3 separate regions of the Sus scrofa genome follow, and all the other regions are linked to region 1. The links are chromatin contacts, called in public Hi-C and promoter capture Hi-C maps. All regions are on one chromosome and are shown on one strand. Each heading gives the region's core, a stretch centred on a gene start, on an enhancer-like site or on the middle of the called end of the contact. The rest is flanking DNA. Distances are from core to core; before and after follow the strand shown. Region 1 holds the start of LOC106510528 (zinc finger protein 461). Region 2 holds the start of ZNF527 (zinc finger protein 527). Region 3 holds the start of LOC106510532 (zinc finger protein 345).

Region 1 (2,954 bases), core at 91-2,590:
CAACAGTGCTATTCTTTTAGCCCATTTGAGGTGGGGTTTTTTTGGTCTTTGTGCCATTTCTTGGGCCGTTCCCACGGTATATGGGAGGTTCCCAGGCTAGGGGTCTAATCGGAGCTGTAGCTGCCAGCCTACACCAGAGCCACAGCAACGCGGGATCCGAGCCACGTCTGCGACCTACACCACAGCTCATGGCACCGCTGGATGGTTAACCCACTGAGCAAGGGCAGGGATCGAACCCGAAACCTCATGGTTCCTAGTTGGATTCGTTAACCACTGCGCCACGACGGGAACTCCCCATTCGAGGTGTTTCTAAGGGGAATGGCAGAAATAGTGAGGCAGAGAAAAATTATGAGATAACAGGCTTTTCCTGCAGCTCAAACTTTGTGTGACTTTTGAGTGTGATATGCAGTAGCCAGAGCCGTGGAGACTACATTTCTATGATTGTGTGAGCTATGTTTCTATGTTCTAGGTCATAAGTTTCTGCTCTATGTTATGTTCTCTATTTCTATGATTCTTGTGTGAGCTCTTCAGATCCTGTGAGAGCTCTTCAGTTGAGGAAGTAGACTAAGTTGGCAAGGGTAGTGCTTGTTTGTTTTTTGGCTGCGCCTGTGACATGTGCAAGTTCCTAGGCCAGGGATCGAACCCGGGTCACAGGAGTGACCCAAGCCACTGCAAGGTGATAGTGCAGTTGGATCCTTAACCTGATGAGCCATAAGAGAACTCCAAGAGTAGTTTTTTTGTTTTCATTACTTGCTGTTGCTATAATATATGTCGCTTTGCCTGAAGTTTTGTGATAATAAACATGGGGTAGCTTATGTGATTTTGGTTTTATGACGCGTGTATGAATCCACAGGTGACTACTGGAATGTCTCCCTAACTACTTCGTTGCGTGGTTGTAAGGGTTTGTGTAAATGTGCTTTTCTTTTATATAAATAAATGGGGCTTACACAAAGAGCCAATTGCAATCATGGTCACAAACACAAACGTCATTTACACATATGCCCATGCACACAATTACACTGTCACAAAAGCATGACTCCAGGAGCTGTCACAACAGCCAAATACACTTAGTCCGGAGACTAATTTCCGTCACACACCCACATCCTAATCCCTCCCTCCGGTTGCTCCTGCACTTAGAAACCTAACACTCCAGACACTCCTCTTGCCAGTCCTGGGGCGACAGGATTCGTTACCTTCAGCATCCTCAGGAGGAGCTCTGGTCCAAGCTCTGACTCGAATTCCAGGACCCACGCAGAGCCCTGCCTACTGAACCCGTCCTGGGAAGCCCTCAACCGCCTCTGCCGCTGACCATTCACCCGACGTTCCTACCGGAAGTAGCTCTGGCGCGCTGTGGGCTCTGGGAAACGTAGTCCGCGAGCAAGGAGCCTGGGAGGCTAGCGAAGTAGGTAGATCTTCCGCCAGACTTCCTGCCGCACCTGCGCGCTTTCAATGAGGCTATGAGAGATGCCACCACCGCCCAACTGAGGGGCGCAAACTCGGATCTGATGCAGAGAGCTTCAGCCTCTGCTGTGCGGTTGCTATGCTGGATGTGTTTTCTGTCCACGTATCCGAAAGCGCGTCAGATCGAGAGGGAGAGGATTATGTGACAGCGAGTGGAGGGTGTCAAGCGTGAGAAAACTCGTATGTGAAAGCGGATGTGGTGCATACTTGTATAGGTTTAGGCGGTGAGCTTGGCCACGCGCAGTGTTTGTGTGGTGGCATAATGTGATGTGATTTAGGTATGCGCTTGAGACAGTGATTGGTTACTCATGATTGCGGGTGGCGCGGTTACACAGGCAATGACCTTGTAACATTCAGTGTGCCAGGTCTACCTGTGACTACTGGGAGGATTTGGCTGTGGCGAGTGTCCGCGGGTGAATTTCACTAGAGAAGGGAGGAAGCTTGTCTCTTAGGACTAGGAGGCACCGAATGGATGAATCACAGATTCCTGGTGAAGGGTGAACTGGTTCTGAGCCTTATCTTGGCGGTGGAGGGGAGGGGGGGGTTGTGAGGTGATACTGTGTGTCTAAGTGTGCATGAGAGACTGGAATTAACTGAGAGGGGTGGAAACTAGTACAGATTAACTGCCAGAAGGGACAAATCTATGGTAAAGATTTTTAACCTTGCTGAGAGGCCAGAAACCCTATCTCTTGTGTGAGGAAATGTATCTGTGAGAACATGGGATTGTGTTTCTTTGTCGATTCTTGATCATATGTGTGAGATGGTGTGCACTTGAGACTATCACTGGGAGAGAGTGTTGAGTGAAACGTACGAAGTTTGTGAAAGTGGTTTGTGACTAGAGCCAAATCTCTGGATGAATTTTATGACAGTGAAAATATATGTTCAGTGAGTGAGTATAATGCTGTGATTTGAGTTTGATATTTTAACTGAGTATGATTGGGTAGGAGATCACATGAGAGATTTGGTAGATACATTTTTGTGTGTGTTAGAAGGCAACTTATGTAAGTTAAAATCTTGATAGAGATAGTGTATATGGTTGTGATTTTATATTAGTAACTACATGAGAGACTGCAGTATTACAAGTGTGTGAGATTGAGTTTACTACCTATAAAAAGACAATGATGGGAATTCCCATAGTGGCTCAGTGGTTAATGAATCCGACTAGGAACCATGAGGTTGAGGGTTCTATCCCTGACCTCGGTTGGTGGTTTAAGGATCCGGTGTTGCTGTGGCTCAGATCTCGTGTTGCTGTGGCTCTGGCGTAGGCCAGTGGCTACAGCTCTGATTAGACCCCTGGCCTGGATCCTCCATATGCCGCGGGTTTGGCCCTCAAAAAACGAAAGACAAAAAAATAAATAAAAAGCAAAATGACCATGACTTTTTTTTTTTAATTTCTGTCATGTGGTAACTGGAAGAATGGTTGATGTTCTTTGGTAGACGTGAAAGATGGTAAGTCTGCTAAACTCTTTAACTTGACCTGTATAAATGGAAGA
Region 2 (3,344 bases), core at 227-2,726, 560 kb before region 1:
TCTCTATGCCAGGAGTTGCATGAGCCAACTCCTGGCATAGAGAAGGGCCACTCTTGTTGCCGCTTCGATTCTACACACACATGTGAAAAAGAAATGAGAACACTTTTCTTTATTAAGAGAAAAAGTCAAAACCAAAAACTTAGTTCACTTGGTACTCGATTAAAGGAGCCATGCCTTTCTCAGCACCAACCATGGAAGAGTTTTGACAAGAACAAATATAAAAATAAAAAATAAATCTCAAACTCCATGGCTTCCTAAAGAGAGGAAGCCGGGGTTTCCAGATTGGGCTTTTCGCCCCCAAAAGCAGCCAGTATGACGACGATCTCACCACAATGTCTTTACATGGGGTTCTGTGACTCTCAAAGGGACTGAAGAGACTCAGATTAAAGTTCCAGATCCAGAAAGCACAGACAATCCTCTACACAACACCCTCAGAAACTAGGGGCCCCATCTTTTGCTATCACAACATGGGAAAGATCAAGGGAGTTTAGTACTTAAAAGCAAGGATGCTGGGGCCAAATAGCGTGGGTTTAAGTCCCAGATCTGTCTCTTAGTAAACTGTACCAACGTGGGTGAGTAATTTTAATCCTACCATAATCTACTGTGCCTCATAATCACACAGTAGGTTTCACACAAACATACAAATTCTCACCTGATCACACACATATACTTGGTTACACAATCACACCTGCAATGTTACACACATACACAGTGGCATAAACACAAAGACAGAGATGATGATACGCAAGCACTCCAACAGAGAGACAATCACACACAACCTCATACACAGTGACATACCACAAAAGGTCACACATCCTGCCACAATTACTCATACAAAATTATACCTGCAGAGGTAGATGGTCATGGGCACAAAATCACACCTTCTGTCACACACATTCAAACGCACTTATCTCCACAGAGACAAGTGATCTAACATAATCATTCACACACATCCACATGGCGACACACACACCATGTCACACCCAGTGTCTCACAAATCTATGCACAACAGCACCTGCAGAGAGAGACCCACATAAACGCACACATAGAGTTTTACACCAGACAGACGGGTCACAGTCGCGCACAATCATACACTTGGTGGCATAGAAGAACACACTGTCACACCCCCAGCCTCTCACGTAGCTATACTTGGTGACACACGGTCTCCCCAAAGGCACCCGCCTGGTCCCCATCCCAGCCCCTACTGGTCCACTCCAAGCCCGGCCCTGACCGCCAGCTCTCGCGCGCAGCCAGGCCCCACTCACCTCCCAGCGCCGCTGGCTCTGGAAACCCGCCCAGCGACCCGAGACTCGCAACGTAGCCTCCCAGGATACCCCGCGGGGCGGAGCGGGGCGGGGACTGAGGCGCGGGGCACCCTGACTTCGGCTGGGAAAACATGCAAATACGGGAACCTGGTCGTAGCGACGTAGCTTTTCCTTCAGACCCTGAGGACCACGAGCCCCAGAACGCTTTGCGTCTCGGCCTATTTGCAGAATGAACTACATTTCCCAGAGGGCCCCGAGCGCGCCTGCGCTACAGGCGGAAGCTGCCTCAGGTGCGGAGACCAGAACATTGTGTGACCCTGGGCGATTTGGGCACTCAAGTGACCATGGGCGTCTGTGTGAGGGACTGGTGGAGCTGCGCTGGTCCGTGACTGTTATTGAATCCCTGGGTGTGGCGGTTTGTGTGTAACTCTCGATGCACACTTGTGCTTGCGCACGTCTGGGCGACGAGCTGTCAGTGTAGTGAGCCTCTGTATTTTAGATCACATCCTGTGATAGGTCGCTGTGTGACAGATCGTCGGTCTGTGATGCCAAGAATGGGAGAGTGATTGTTGGGTATGTAAGGGTCTGTGGCAGGCTTTGGCCATGACGTTTCTGTAAGTGTGTTCTTATCCCAGAGATCGCAGTTTACTGATAACGGGCGATGAAGCTTTGTTTCTAGGTTTGTCTTTAGGATTGAGTCCGTGATAGAGGTCTTTGTGTGTCTCTGTGTACCCGACTCCAGGTGTAACTGTTCTCCCACCTCTCACCCCTGGCCATGGGCAGAGTCATTGCTATCCTCTTTTTTATATCCCTTCTCTTCTTGCTGTTAATGTGATACCAGGCACTGGAGGGCAACTAGATTCTAATTGTAGGAAAATGCTTATTTGCACCAAAGCCTTTTTTTTTTTTTTTTTTTTTTTTTTTTTTTTGTCTTCTGTCTTTTTAGGACCGCATCTGCAGCATATGGAGGTTTCCAGGCTAGGGGTGGAATAGGAGCTGTATCCGCCGGCCTACACCACAGCCACAGCAACTCCAGATCCAAGCCACGTCTGAGATCTACACCACAGCTCCTGGCAATACCGGATCCTTAACCCACTGAGTGAGGCCAGGGATTGAACCTGCAACCTCATGACAGGGAACTCTTTCTTTCTTTTTCTCTCTCTCTCTCTCTTTTTTTTTTTTTTTTTTTTTGCAAAGGCATTTATGATGTAGCCAATAGCTTGGTGGTTTCTTTTGTTGCTGTTTCTACCTTTTCACTTTACAACTAATTGTGGCCCAGCTTTAAGAAAACTGTCCACAGAAGGACAAGAGTTACAAATGTGTGAAGAAGGAAGGTTAAAGTGAACTTCATGATATTAGATTGGAACTAGAGATATCCATATGAACTGATAATTTTTTTTAGACAGACATGTTTGTATATACACAGATATAAATTTTCTAGCTCTGTCGACAGCGATGGCCTTAGAGCAGTGGCCACATCTATCACCTAGATCTTGGTTTCTAAATATCACTCTCCACAAAAAGGAACCATGGTTTCTTGGCTAATTTAAGGACTGGTGCTGGGAAAGTACAAGATCAGCATTTAATATCTTGCACTATCAAAAGTTAAGGAGATGAGGAGTTCCCACTGTGGCTCAGTGGTAACGAATCCAACTATTATCCATGAGGACTCGGGTTCAATCCCTGGCCTCGCTCAGTGGGTTAAGGATCTGGCATTGCAGTGAGCTGTGGTGTAGGTCGAAGATGTGGCTCTGATCTGGTGTGGCTGTTGTGTAGGCTGGCAGCTACAGCTCTGATTTGACCCCTAGCCTAGGAACTTCCATATGCCCCGGGGGGGGGGGGGCCTAAAAAGACCGAAAAAAAAAATTAAGGAGATGCTCAAAAGGATGATGGGATGTGCCAAAAAGACACAGGGGACAGCTTGAAGGGGCTCCTACTGGCTAAATCTAGGAAACATTGAGATAAAAGTTATAAAAAGGATATGTAATACATCCCGTAGTAACCCAATTCACCATTCAGAGGCAAACTGTCAAGGTTCCAGCAAGAAACCAGAATTCTTAATTTTCCTCTTCTCTTCCA
Region 3 (3,415 bases), core at 344-2,843, 870 kb before region 1:
GATACAGTGTTGCCATAAGTTCCGGTGTGGGTTGTAGAAACCACAGGGTTGCAGCACTGCTGTGGTGTAGGCTGGCAGCTGCAAGCTGCAGCTCCAATTCCACCCCTAGCCTGGGAACTTCCATATGCCTGGGAATTTACACATGCAGTGGATGTGGTCCTAAAAAGACAAGACCAAAAAACAAACAAACAAACAAAAAGCTAGATGTTACTTATCACAATATGGAGCCCCTTCTCCTAAAACATACCATTTATATGTATTTATTAATTTGATGTCTGCGCCCTTGGCATATGGAAGTTTCTGGGTCAGGGATTGAATCTGAGCTACAGAGCCAGAGCTGCAACCTCCCTTTTAGCTGGGGGCAACCCTGGAATCCAATGGGAATCCAACTGGCACCTCCAACAGTGACCATAGCCGCTGCAGCCAGATTCTTAACCCACTGGCCATGGCAGGAACACCGACATGCTCTTATTATTACAATTTGAAGAGGAAATGGAAGCTGAGAGGACTTTTCCTCCTCTAGCCCATCCACCCATGCAGTGACCTACATTCACGTTCTGAAACACACACAGATCCACACACAATCTTGCCCTGACACACACACACACAATTACTCCCAAACACACGTGTCCACAATATGAACCTCCATCCTCCCAAAGCCACTCAGAATCTTGTTCCCACCTCTCTCTCACACTCATCAATTTTACCCACATACTGTCCCTCATTAATTCAACTAACCCCTAAATGTAGTCATGCCCGCAATCTCATCATGGTCTCACACTAGGGCCCTCCTTTGCCCGCTCTCACGTACATGACTGAGCTGTGGATTCCCCCCTTCTAACTCCCTAAGCTGCTTTGGTCCCAGACACTCAGGTCTCACGTTCGGTTTGCTCTTCTGGCTCCCCAACACGTTCCACAGCAACTTGCCCAGGGAGCATTTGCGCGTTCCCGCGGCAAAGCATAATTCTAAGCAGCGTCTTGAGCATTTATTTAACAGAGATCAGGCCCCACTTTAGCGCCTAGGGAACGCAATCCCTTTGGCCACTGGCAAAGTCCTGGACTACATATCCCAGGAGGCCATGGGACCCAGCATGTTGCACGGTGAGCGCCCAAAACCTGAGAGCCATACTCTGAGGCCGGGCTGTGTGAAAGTTGCAGCCGACAGTCACATAAGGAAGATTTTATTGAAGACTTTATTAAAGATAGGGAAGAGATACTGAACCCAACTTGGTCTATAACAGTAACCGGGGATTAATAGCCAATGGTCAGGGTGATGGAGTGGATGCAAAAAAAAAAGAGGAATTTGGTTAAGTATCCGGTAGGGGGATTTTTTTCTTGCTGAACTGGGGTCAGTAGATCAAGGACGAGGTCTAAGTCAAGAAGAGGGCCCAAAGGAGCTTGACTAAAGTTTGGTCGAGCGAGTTCTTTTCAGCTAAGCCTCGCGGAAGCCTCCCGTACGCTGCAGGTCCAAGCTCTTAACTACTGGGGAACTGGATAAACTGGAGACAGCTTTTAGCCCCCGTCGCCTTCTGGACTACATCTCCCAGAGGCCTCTAGGCCTAATGCCCCCTCCCGCGAGAACTATACCCGCTGCTGAGAGTGGGCGGGGCGTTCTGGCGGGTTGGGGGAAATGGCTTCGGGGTGCTGTGAGAGCTGCTAGGCTCAATTTAAGTAGAGTGGAGCCGTGCTGACCAGACCAGAGGAATAGTAGGTGAGATGTCCTGGAGCCTGGGGTTGGGACCGCGCCTGTCGGGAACCTCTGGCCTCTACGGGAGTCAGTTGAGAAGGGGAGATTGTGAGGAGCGTATGTGTCTGTGATTGTGTCTTTGTGTCTGTGTGGCCGCGTACCGAACTCTGAGGGCGGGGAGGCGGGCTTGATTTGCAGTTTTGATTGTGCTTGTATGACTGGGTGTGACACGAGAGTGCGATGTTCCTTGACTGCGGTTGTAAAACTGTGTATCCTTTTGGGGTGTGTGTGTGTGTGTGTGAGATTATGATCATTTGCTGAACCACGGGTGTGGAGGAAGACTTTATTAAAGACTTTATTAAAGAGAGGGAAGAGATATTTGCCTGTGAGATTTATGGCTGTTTCCCCTTGGGGGGTGTGTGTGTGTGAGAGAGAGAGATTGATTGATTTGTGGTGGTAGGATGCATGTGAATTTGTTGCCATTGTGTCCCCGTGGTAGGTGTCACTGGGTATGTGAGAATGTGGTGTGCCTGTGACTCTGCTGTTCTGACGGACTGCCCTGTGGTGTGTGTAATTGTGTGGCTGTCTGCAGCCCATTGTGTTGGAGGTCTGAGGTGCCTGTGTCCCCGTAGTGTGAGTTTGTATGATTATGTGTATCCATCTAGCACTGTAGGTGTGGGGCGTCTTTGTCTTGGAGCCTCTATGACTCCAGCGCTCTGTTCCCCGGAGACCTTTGTTAGCTCAGGGACAGATTCTGCCCAGAACTGCAAATGACCCTGCTCTTGTCTGTAATGGTGGTATTGAGCAGGACGCCCGAGCTTTGTCTGACCTACATCTGTAGGTGATGGGCGGTAATTTGACTTGGGGCTTCCAGAAGAGCCTGGTTTCTCCTGACTCCTTTTTCCCTCCTCAGCTCTGCTCTGCTTGAATAGAATCTTCCAGAGTGGAGTAGAGAATGGCTGTTGAACATCCTCAAGGCACCTGCAAGGTAGCTTGTCGTTTCTTGAAATCCTCTTTTCTTTGTCAGTATGTAACTGGCTTTCCTCCTCTTGAAAATTCTTGCCTATCAGATGACCTGATCCCCGGAATTTTTCATGTGTGAAATGTGATTTAAACCAAACCCCCATTCACACATGCACCTTTCTCTTTCTAATTTGTCAAATGGTTTAATTTTTTCTCCAGCTGTCTTAAAAAAACCCAACTATTTCTTTTTTAATATAAAATTAAAACATGATTGTTTTAAATAATTTCAAAAGTATGGCAATCCCCAATGAAGAAAATTTAAATTCCTACCTAAAACTAATGGCAACATTTTGATATTTTTTTCTCAGCATGTTTTATGTACATATATAAAATGTGATTTTAAAAAATTGAATTTATTCAGCATTTACTATTTTATAACCTTCATTTTTACATAAAATTATATTTTCCCCACATAATTTAATATTGGACACATTTTTAGAGGTACATATTTATTTGAAATGCCTATGGCTTATTTTTTAAATTTCAAATTAGATACACACATGCCATTTAATATCCATTTGTGCAGTTTAACAAATAATATAACGACTTGTGTAAAGAGAGGCTGCAAGGGGAAAAAAAAGACTCATGTAAGGAATACCCAGGTCCAGTAAAAGAATACAGCCATCTCTAAAGCAGCCTGATATATGCCTCCACAACCTGGAGGCACTTCTGGTGACAACCACTTTGTCTTTCATTAGAACTTTG

Evidence for each region. Promoter capture Hi-C pulls out the DNA fragments that hold promoters and counts their contacts. A called contact is a pair of places that touch in the nucleus more often than the background predicts.
Region 2: a contact with region 1 is called in a Hi-C map of skeletal muscle, with 5 times the contacts expected there. The contact joins the promoter of ZNF527 here to the promoter of LOC106510528 in region 1. A contact is called at or near these places in 1 of 5 promoter capture datasets (liver), 2 of 47 Hi-C or Micro-C datasets (heart right ventricle and skeletal muscle) and 1 of 2 datasets of contacts at active chromatin or transcription factors (skeletal muscle).
Region 3: a contact with region 1 is called in a promoter capture Hi-C map of fetal skeletal muscle, with 5 times the contacts expected there. The contact joins the promoter of LOC106510532 here to the promoter of LOC106510528 in region 1. A contact is called at or near these places in 2 of 5 promoter capture datasets (fetal skeletal muscle and liver) and 1 of 47 Hi-C or Micro-C datasets (heart right ventricle).

The regions. Positions count from the first base shown.
Region 1 is chr6:45,742,230-45,745,183 of Sscrofa11.1, reverse strand. LOC106510528 (zinc finger protein 461) reads right to left here and starts at 1,340. Exons shown (of 4, transcript XM_021097140.1): 1 at 1,194-1,340. The coding sequence starts at 1,202.
Region 2 is chr6:46,302,166-46,305,509 of Sscrofa11.1, reverse strand. It overlaps ZNF527 (zinc finger protein 527), which reads right to left and starts at 1,476. Exons shown (of 5, transcript XM_013998435.2): 1 at 1,266-1,476.
Region 3 is chr6:46,611,557-46,614,971 of Sscrofa11.1, reverse strand. It overlaps LOC106510532 (zinc finger protein 345), which reads left to right and starts at 1,593. Exons shown (of 3, transcript XM_013998463.2): 1 at 1,593-1,711; 2 at 2,601-2,675. It overlaps LOC102164415 (zinc finger protein 420-like), which reads left to right and starts at 1,654. Exons shown (of 11, transcript XM_021097540.1): 1 at 1,654-1,711; 2 at 2,601-2,675. The coding sequence starts at 2,643.